Linked DNA regions of Columba livia: region 1 is linked to region 2. A link is a contact called in public Hi-C data. All regions are on one chromosome and are shown on one strand. Each heading gives the region's core, a stretch centred on a gene start, on an enhancer-like site or on the middle of the called end of the contact. The rest is flanking DNA. Distances are from core to core; before and after follow the strand shown.

What was found. A called contact is a pair of places that touch in the nucleus more often than the background predicts.
Region 1: a Hi-C map of crop shows a contact between it and region 2, with 1.8 times the contacts expected there. The contact joins the enhancer-like site here to the promoter of RWDD4 in region 2. A contact is called at or near these places in 2 of 2 Hi-C or Micro-C datasets (crop and liver).

The regions. Positions count from the first base shown.
Region 1 is chr4:34,852,412-34,856,578 of bColLiv1.pat.W.v2, forward strand. It overlaps CDKN2AIP (CDKN2A interacting protein), which reads right to left. Exons shown (of 4, transcript XM_065061248.1): 4 at 2,197-4,167. Among named protein-coding and RNA genes, the nearest start is that of CDKN2AIP, 6.3 kb to the right of the region's middle. Within about 2 kb of position 2,555, at least 3 of the 3 cell types and tissues checked have an H3K27ac peak away from gene starts, as active enhancers do.
Region 2 is chr4:34,799,284-34,803,442 of bColLiv1.pat.W.v2, forward strand. It overlaps RWDD4 (RWD domain containing 4), which reads left to right and starts at 2,866. Exons shown (of 8, transcript XM_065061245.1): 1 at 2,866-3,030; 2 at 3,303-3,383; 3 at 3,777-3,832. The coding sequence starts at 3,824. It overlaps TRAPPC11 (trafficking protein particle complex subunit 11), which reads right to left and starts at 2,503. Exons shown (of 29, transcript XM_005500174.3): 1 at 2,093-2,503; 2 at 940-1,109. The coding sequence starts at 2,296.

The DNA of each region.
Region 1 (4,167 bases), core at 1,305-3,804, 53 kb after region 2:
ACAGTGTTTTCTTAAAAACACATAACCTAGCTAATGGCAATACCTTTGCTGTGGCAGTGACAAGTAACAGAACCATTTAGAAGGCACATGAACACAAGTTCATCGTTGTTAAATGGACAAAGAGTGTGACATATCATACACTATGCAAAACATTGCAAAAATGCACATTTTAGCTGAAAGAAAAGCCTAAATGTTCTACAAAGCAGATATTGCTGTTATTTTCTCTGCAGTTTGCAACTTAGAAAGGCGGGAGACAGATCTGCTTAGTGAAAGAAAGCATCAAAACTCTTCTGATGTGTGCTTTTTTCCCTCAGTCTCTGGACCACTAGATCATGTCTCTTCATTATCAACTATAGTTGAAATGAGTTTGATGTTTTACCTTTTCTCTCCTGTTAACAAATTTGAAGACCAACATTTACCACAAACTATTATAGAAGTGAGAGAATATTGTCCATACACAGAGAAAATGAGCCCAAATTGTTGAGGTGCTTTAGTGCAATCTTTAGGGTCCAAACAAACAAAAAAATCAAAACCCCACATCAATCACTACACAAGCTTCAGCTTGTCTACACAAGTGTGTCTGCAGTCTTCAGCCTGTACTGCAACTGCTACCTGCACTACAAAAGGATGACAGCTCATGAAATGTTAGCTTCATAGAGCCTTAGATATATCCTTTTTAGCAGATGAAACTAGGACACCAGGATTTCATTACAGCTTCTCAACAACAAAGAAAAAAAACAACAGAGAACTTCTTAAAGCTGTGCCCTAGTTTAGTTGTTTCTTTTGGGATGTGTTCTTTGATAGCATTTTAATTTGAAATCTCTTTTTTTCCCATGTACATATAGCTGATCATATGAAGAATTATGGGAGAAAAGAAAGACACTTAAGTAGTTCAAGTGACTAAGACAGCAACCAAAAAGATGGCTCAGGCCAGGGGGTTTGTCAGCCCTTTGTGCACCCTTTCAAAGCTCTGGTGTGAAGCAGTCAGAGCTGCCATAGCTAGTTCTGCAGGGAGCTACTCCCCGCTCTGCACGCTGGTCTCCTCTGCTGAGCGCAGGGCTCTGACATTGCTGAAAAGGTGTCGCTGTGCAGATATTTCTGGGAGAAGAATTGCAAATGTTGGAAACCAGCGGGGTTTGCAAACTGCACTGTGCCTGCAGATAGGCCGTGTGCCTGTAGTTGACCAAAAAGAAACACACTGCTAGTTCAGCAGACCTGAACTAGGGCTTACCACGGGAGCTTCATGAATACCAATAGAGCGTGAACCAGAAGGATGCATTGGCTCTGGGCAGCTTGGGTGCTCCATTTATCACGTTTTTGGCTTGAGATGCCTGAACTTCACGTTATTTTGGGCATCTCTGCCAGTGCCCTTCTGTCACGTTTCATACCCAGACATGACTTATGGGCAGCAGAAGGCTTACTTCCATGGAGTCAAGCATGGTGATGCTTTATTTGTTTGACAAACTAGAGGTAAGAACAGAACTGCCTATGATATTAATTCAGCTTATCAGCACGGCTAGAACATATGCATGATTGCTGCAGGGAGCAGCATCTTGCATAGATTCTCCTGATAGGGAGCATAAGCATGAAAATCCGCCTCGAGAGGGCAGGTAACCCTGGTGGCACTCACTGCTCAGAGGTGCTGCTTTCTCTAGGAGGCCCAAGCGAGCAGGGGAGCCCCAAGCGAGCAGGGGAGCCCCAAGCGAGCAGGGGAGCCCCAGCTGCACATCCCGCAGGCACAGCCCTGCACATCAGCGTGTGCGTGACTGCTGCGCTGGAGAGGTGAGATGTTTGTGCTACATCAGCTTTTGTGCCGTCACTCAGATATGCATCAGGCTCTTCTGCGTTTGCTGTTCAACTGTTTGTTGCGTACGGCAAACGAACATGACAAGATGCGCCCATCTGGCCTCTTCCTTCTTACTGGAGCAGGGAAGGAAGGAAGGAAAGGCTTTCGGGCAGGGACATGAGCTCGGTCAGGCCTCCCTTAATGAGCCTGTAGGTCAGGAGGCACGCCAAGGTTCTGCGGGTGTGAGAATGGGGTTGCGGGATGCATCCTGCCAGCCAGAGCCCCTGCCGTGGAAGCGGTGTGGCCCCACGCGCGCTTTGCTCTGCCTGCAAACATCTCTGCTGTGCCGAAGGGGTCCCACGCAGCAAGTTTTCCCCCACGATGTTCCTCCGCTGGGACGGTCCAGCAAAAAGGGATGGCCTGAGAGTGAGCCCCGTTCTGTTAGTGCGCCTGCGCACTACCTGCGTTTCTGTGACCGTGACGAGAGCCCGCCCCGCCCTCACCCGCTCGGCCCGGGGGCGTCTCGGCGGGGACTGTGAGTCGGGGGCGGGCCAGGGCGCGCACAGCGCCCGACACTCTCTGCCGGCGGTCCGGGGACTTTCCCCTAGGCGGGCGCGGGGCCCATGAGGAACTACTGTCCTCCGTGCGTGGCCTAGCGAGCAGGTCTTCAGAACATCCCGACCGCTTTACAAATACACGTCGCCAGCTTATATCGGCCGGGGTCAGGAGACCCTCCGGGATAGGGCGAACAGTGCACGCCGCCCCGTTTCTCTTTCTGCTGGTCTCCGCAGCCGGTGCACAGACAGGCAGGCTGCCCGACCGGCCCCATAGAACCGCCACGCTCCCGGGGAGCGCGATTCCTGCCCCACGGAGGGTCCACCGGCGCGGCCCCACCCCCAGGAATACATTAAGCAAATGATACGCTGCAGCTCCGCCCCTGCGCGGGCCTGGGGGAAGGGCGGGAACCCCGCCGGCGGGACGCTCTGGCGCCACCTCGTGGCCAGCGCCCAACCTCACTTCCCCTGCAAGCTGGAGAGTTTTCACCGGTAGCCGCCAGAACTGGTGTGTACCTGGTAACCTGCTAACAGCAACCGGCGGGGCCGCTGGCCGCAAGGAACCAGCCATACGGACCTGAGCTGTCCTAGCGGCCCTCAGAGGAAACGGAGTCATGCTTAATGACTGCAATTTCCTGCACTCCCGCTGAAAAAGCAGGGTCAGTTTTTCTTTCGGTCGGTTGGTTTCATTTGCCCCCAGACAACTTTGCACACCCACAGTGTTTGTGCATTTGTTCCAGACGGTCCTCATCAGCAGGGTCTGACAATTAAAGGCCAGTGGCCAAATTGCCAGAGACCAGGACAGCACCTGGAAGGGAGACTCAGAGGTTTTACAGCTGATGGGACTGTACCAACACTTCTTTGCCACAGCCAGTTCTTCAAATTCTTTTTCTTACTTTAGGGTTAATGAAATGTTAATAAATTCTCATTCAAACGCTTAATGCTTATTGCTTAACACTTGTATGCTGGAATTTGCCCGTTGAGCTGCTTTCCATGCAGAATGTGAAATTAAAAAAAACACATCCACTTTCAGTTTCTATTAAGAGTAGCTACAGACTCATCCTTTAATGAATCACAACCAAACATCAAAGAGGAATAACATTCACAAAATTTTTTAAAAAGTAAGCTTAAGTCAGGACTTTAAAAAGGCATCTAGCACCTCAGCCTTTTAACACAGTCACCCCAACATCCTCTCGAGGTTGGTAAATACTGTTGGCTTTGCTTTACAGACAAGAAACACAGGTTTTCACATTGCAACACTTGCTGCAATTCTCAACCAGAGATCTCAAGATGCCGAAATAAACAGCTAGAAAGGCTGTACTTCAGAGGGCACAGGGCGCAATTCCCACCCCACAAAAACAGTCACTCCATGTCTCTACCCAAACAGGGTGAGGATCTAAAAACAGATCTCATGCTTCCTGGCATGAACACCACAACTCCTATATACAGCATGAAATTTGCTCTGTGCTAGTAACACACACCAATTCTTGAGCTGTGTGAGATGCAATTTAACACATCGCGTTCCACACTCCAGGTGATGCTCCAGAAACACAGAGGGGGAGCTCCTGAGAAACCTAACTAGAGCCAAGGGCGACTGCAGGCACTGCAGCACAGGTATCAGATGGAGGAAGTTCTCAACTGGCATGGGGAAGCACGAGCGCCTTACAGGCTTCGAGTGCTATGGACCAGGCAGCCGCTGCTGTTCAAAATCATGTAGGGTACAGTGTAACAATGCCATTGTGGTTTAGTCCCAAAATCACAAAAGAACCTGAAGTCTCTAAGTGGACACATATACTACTGGATCCCAGGAATTCCTAATCACTGCTG
Region 2 (4,159 bases), core at 1,616-4,115:
AAAAAGAGATTTCTGTCTAGATGAAAGCATTGAAATAATGCTATATAAGAAATAAAACCAAACAGAACAACACGCTGTATCATTGTCCTGGTTTCAGCTGGGATAGAGTTAATTTTCTGGCTAGTAGCTGTATGGTGCTGTGTCTTGGATTTAGGATGAGAATAATGTTGATAACACACTGATGTTTTAGTTGTTACTAAGCAGTCAAGGACTTTTCAGCTCCTCACGCTGGCCTGCCAACAAGCACGTGGGGAGTGCACAGAAGGTTGGGACAAGATACAACCTGGACAGCTGATCCCAGCTGGCCAAAGGGATATTTCATGCCGTATGACATCATGCTCAATATATAAAGCTGAGGGAAGGAGGCAGGGGAAGACACTCAGAGTTACAGCATTTTGTCTTCCCAAGTAGCTGTTAAACACAATTGAGTCTTGCTTTCCTGGGGATGGCTTGACACCTGCCTGCCCATGGAAAGTAGTGAATGAATTCTTTGGTTTTCTTATGTGAGGAGCTTTTGCTTTACTTATTAAACTGTCTTTATCTCAACTCATAAGTTTTCTCACTTTTACTCTTCCGAGTCTTTCCTCCATCCCAGCCTGGGGAGAGTGAGTGAGCAGCTACGTGGTGCTTAGTTGATGGCTGGGGTTAAACCACGACAGCCATTCAGAGAATGCTGAGCTGTTCAGATGGAACAGAATAATTGTGCTCAGCTTAGTAAGCAAAATTTCTGGGGCTATTTTTACTTAAATGTCTTTTACAAGGAAACCTCTTAAAAAGAAGTTTATTTGCTGTCAGTTGTACATTAAAAAGCAAAGTTCAAGTTCCTCTTGTGTTCAGGAAAAGAATAATAGTTATATATCTTAGAATGCAAAAAGGATTCTGCAACTCACACCTACCATTAGCTTGTAGCACATTATGAACCAAGTGAAAAAACCCTACCTGACAATTTCAACTCGAGTAGCACATTCCGACTGTTTTTCTTTCCACTGTGGCTCATCCCAGTCTAGTTCATAGAACACCACCACAAGCGCTGGAACCAAATTCAGGTGTTTGTTCATCCAACCAGTCTTCAGTATTCCTTTTGGAATATACCATTCATAGGATGTTCTCTGAAAATATTGAGGTTATTAAAGCAAGCTACCAAATCCATTTACTGGCTTCTTAGTATAGCAGAAAGGGAATCTCCTCTACTTTCTTGCCACTTGCAGATGTTTGTCATCTTTACCATTATTCCCCTCAAGCCTTTGATTCCTATCAAGACATACACCTAATTGCCTAGCATCGGAGCCTGATGCCTGAGATAGCAGTAACAAAGAACAGCAGATACCAGGTACTCTGGAGAAAAAGGTCAAGTTCAGAAGCATGTTTTGCACACTTTCATGAAAAATCAGGTTTATTTTAAAAGGGGGCTCTCAAACAGAGCCAGGAAAAAACAGCATTCTTGTTCCTTGCCAGCATCACAGAACCATGTCATTGCCCATTGACATTACTTCTTAACTGTGATTGGAAAGCAGCAATTAGAGCAAAGATATTATTTCTACTGCATTTCACTTGCCTAAAAGCTTTACTTTTTTTTTTTTTTCAAAATACACCAATTTCAAATATATAGTTTCTGCAGAGTTAAACTTTGGGTTTCATCAAAGCTCAGATTTTACAAGCACACCTTAATGCCGAATAAACGAACAGCAAGTACTTAAAACAATATATATTTGCTTTCTCTGCTTCTCGCTAATGAACTAAGGTGCCGTCGCTTCCTGTGCGTCTATACCACTCCGCCACAGCGCCAGTGGCTCTCCCTTAGCCCTGACAGCCTTTCGCACACTTCAAGTTCCCGGGCTTCCCCTCTAACAGCGGGGGGAGGCAGCAGAGCCCCAGCCGAGAGCTAAGCAGCGCGACTGCCGCTCAGCTGCCTGCGACCCGGGTAAATCAGCGCAAGCCCTCGCTACAGCCCTTCCCCTCGAGGAGACACCCCCTCCCGCATCCCGCCCCTCGGGCCTGCCGCCGGCTCCTGCCACACGGGCAGAGGCCGGAACCCCGCGAGGGGCCGGGCCCGCCAAGGCGGGGCGCAGCCGGGGCACAGGCCGCTGGGTACCTTGGTCCTGCACTTGGGGTACTCGTGGTCGCCGGGCAGCACTTTGAAGGAGATGGGGACACGGTCGGCCCTGCGGTTGGCGCAGAAGGCGTCCCACACGGCCCTGTGCACGGCGTTGTACACCACGTCCAGGCCGGTGAGGGTGACAAACGCCATAGGCCGGCAGCACAGCTCCACTGGGAAGTCCCACTGCGTCGGGGTCATCCTGCGCCCGGGCTGGCAGCCTGCGAGGCGGCGGGAGGGCGACTCTCAGCGCGGCGCCTCGGCGGCCCAGGCCAGCCGCTCCTCCCCGGCCCAGCCCGGCGGCAGGAGCTCTCCGCTGCGTTGCCGGGCTCTGACCCGGTGTCAGGCACGTCCCCCCAGTCGCCGCTCGCAGCCACGGGCAGCACAACCGGGAGCTGCCGCGGGTCACGGGAGGCGCCGGCGGGCGGAGCGAAGGATGAGCCACCGCCTCAGGAAACGAGTGCCGGGCATCGGAAGGGCAGCAGAAGCGACCAATCGACGCCTCCGCTCCTTCGCCGGGCCAGTCAGAGAGGGCCCGCGCGGGGGCGTCACTGGCGAAGGAGCCAGTTAGCTGAAGAAGGAAGGGATGCAAGCCTGGCAGGGCTGGCCAATGGAAAGACAAGGAGGAGGTGACGACTGGAAGAGGGCACCAATAGCAGCGAGCGACCGGGTCCACGCTGCCCTCAGGGGAGGTGTGTCCATCAGGGGAGGTGTGTCCATCAGGCGGGGCCGCTCGGGCCTCCGTGTGCCACACCGGCGCCACACCGGCGGGGCCGCGCCGCGCCAGCCGGTCCCCGCCAGCGGGTCCCGCCCAGCCCCGGCGGCGGGGAGGGGGGGAAGGGAGAGAGGGAGGGAGAGAGTGGGGGACGGGGGGCGGATCTCCGCGCACTGCCCGCCCCGCAGCGCGCGCCATGGCGGCCAACGAAGACCAGGAGGTGAGTCCGGGCCCTGCCCGCGCCCGGGGCCTGAGGGCAGCCGGCCCGGGACGCTCCTTTGCAGCGAGAGGGAACCTCCGTGCGCGGAGAGAGGAGGTGGTGGACGTCGGGAGGGAAGAGCCGGCCGCTTGAGCGGGCGAGGGGGAGGGAGCCGGGCGGCGGCGGGGCGGGGGGAGCGGGGCGGGCCGGGCAAGCGGCGGGGCCGTGCGGAGCGTGTCAAACCGAGCGCCGTGTGCGGGCTGGCGGCGGTGACCGGCTTGTCCGTGCTGCAGATGGAGCTGGAAGCGCTGCGCTCTATCTACGAGGGAGACCTGTGCTTCAGGGAGCTCAGCCCCGTGTCCTTCCAGTACCGGGTAAGGCAGGGCAAGGTCTGCGGGTCTCTGCGGTGCAGGCTTCGCCCCGAAGCTGCTCTGCTGCCTTGTGTTTGACATACCGGGCGTTCTCTGAAACGAATGGGTGTAAGGCGGGCAGTGAAAACTCGATCTGGAGGCCGTTGTTTCAGGATCTTTGGTATGATGATTCTTGATAGTACAATGCTTTGTCTTTAGGAACCTGTTCCCACGCAGGTTTGTCAGCCCTTAGCTGGGCATCCTACCTACACGTCCATGTACTACATAGGTAGAACCGGCAGACTGGCTGCAGGAGCCAGCCTGCTGAGTAATGCTTAATACTTCTTAAACTAAGTAGTCAGTTTCTGTGTAAAGCTCTGAAACTTCCTTATTGCTAAATTACAGTCTTTTGTCCAGAGATAGCTGGCGTGCCTTGTCTACTTGCTAAAGAGAAAATTCACAAAATGCTTCAGGTATGTACATTGATACAGTCTGCTCAGAAAACACATACAGGGAGTGCTGAGCTTGAGATTTGCAATTTTCCAAAATTTAAAGACCTGGAAGTTCTGGGCACAGACTGAGGCAGATCTTTAGGTGGCCAGAGAAATTTACTGAAAACTCAGGCACCTGTGGGACAGAAGGGAGACTTCTGAAAATGCCATATGCATATTACCTTTTTGTAACTTCTCAAATAACTTCAGAATAACATGAGTAGTTGTGATGAAATATAGGTCAACTTAATTAATGGCACTTGAATCCCATCCATTTAAGCGCAGCCTTCCTTCATTGATAGGACCTTT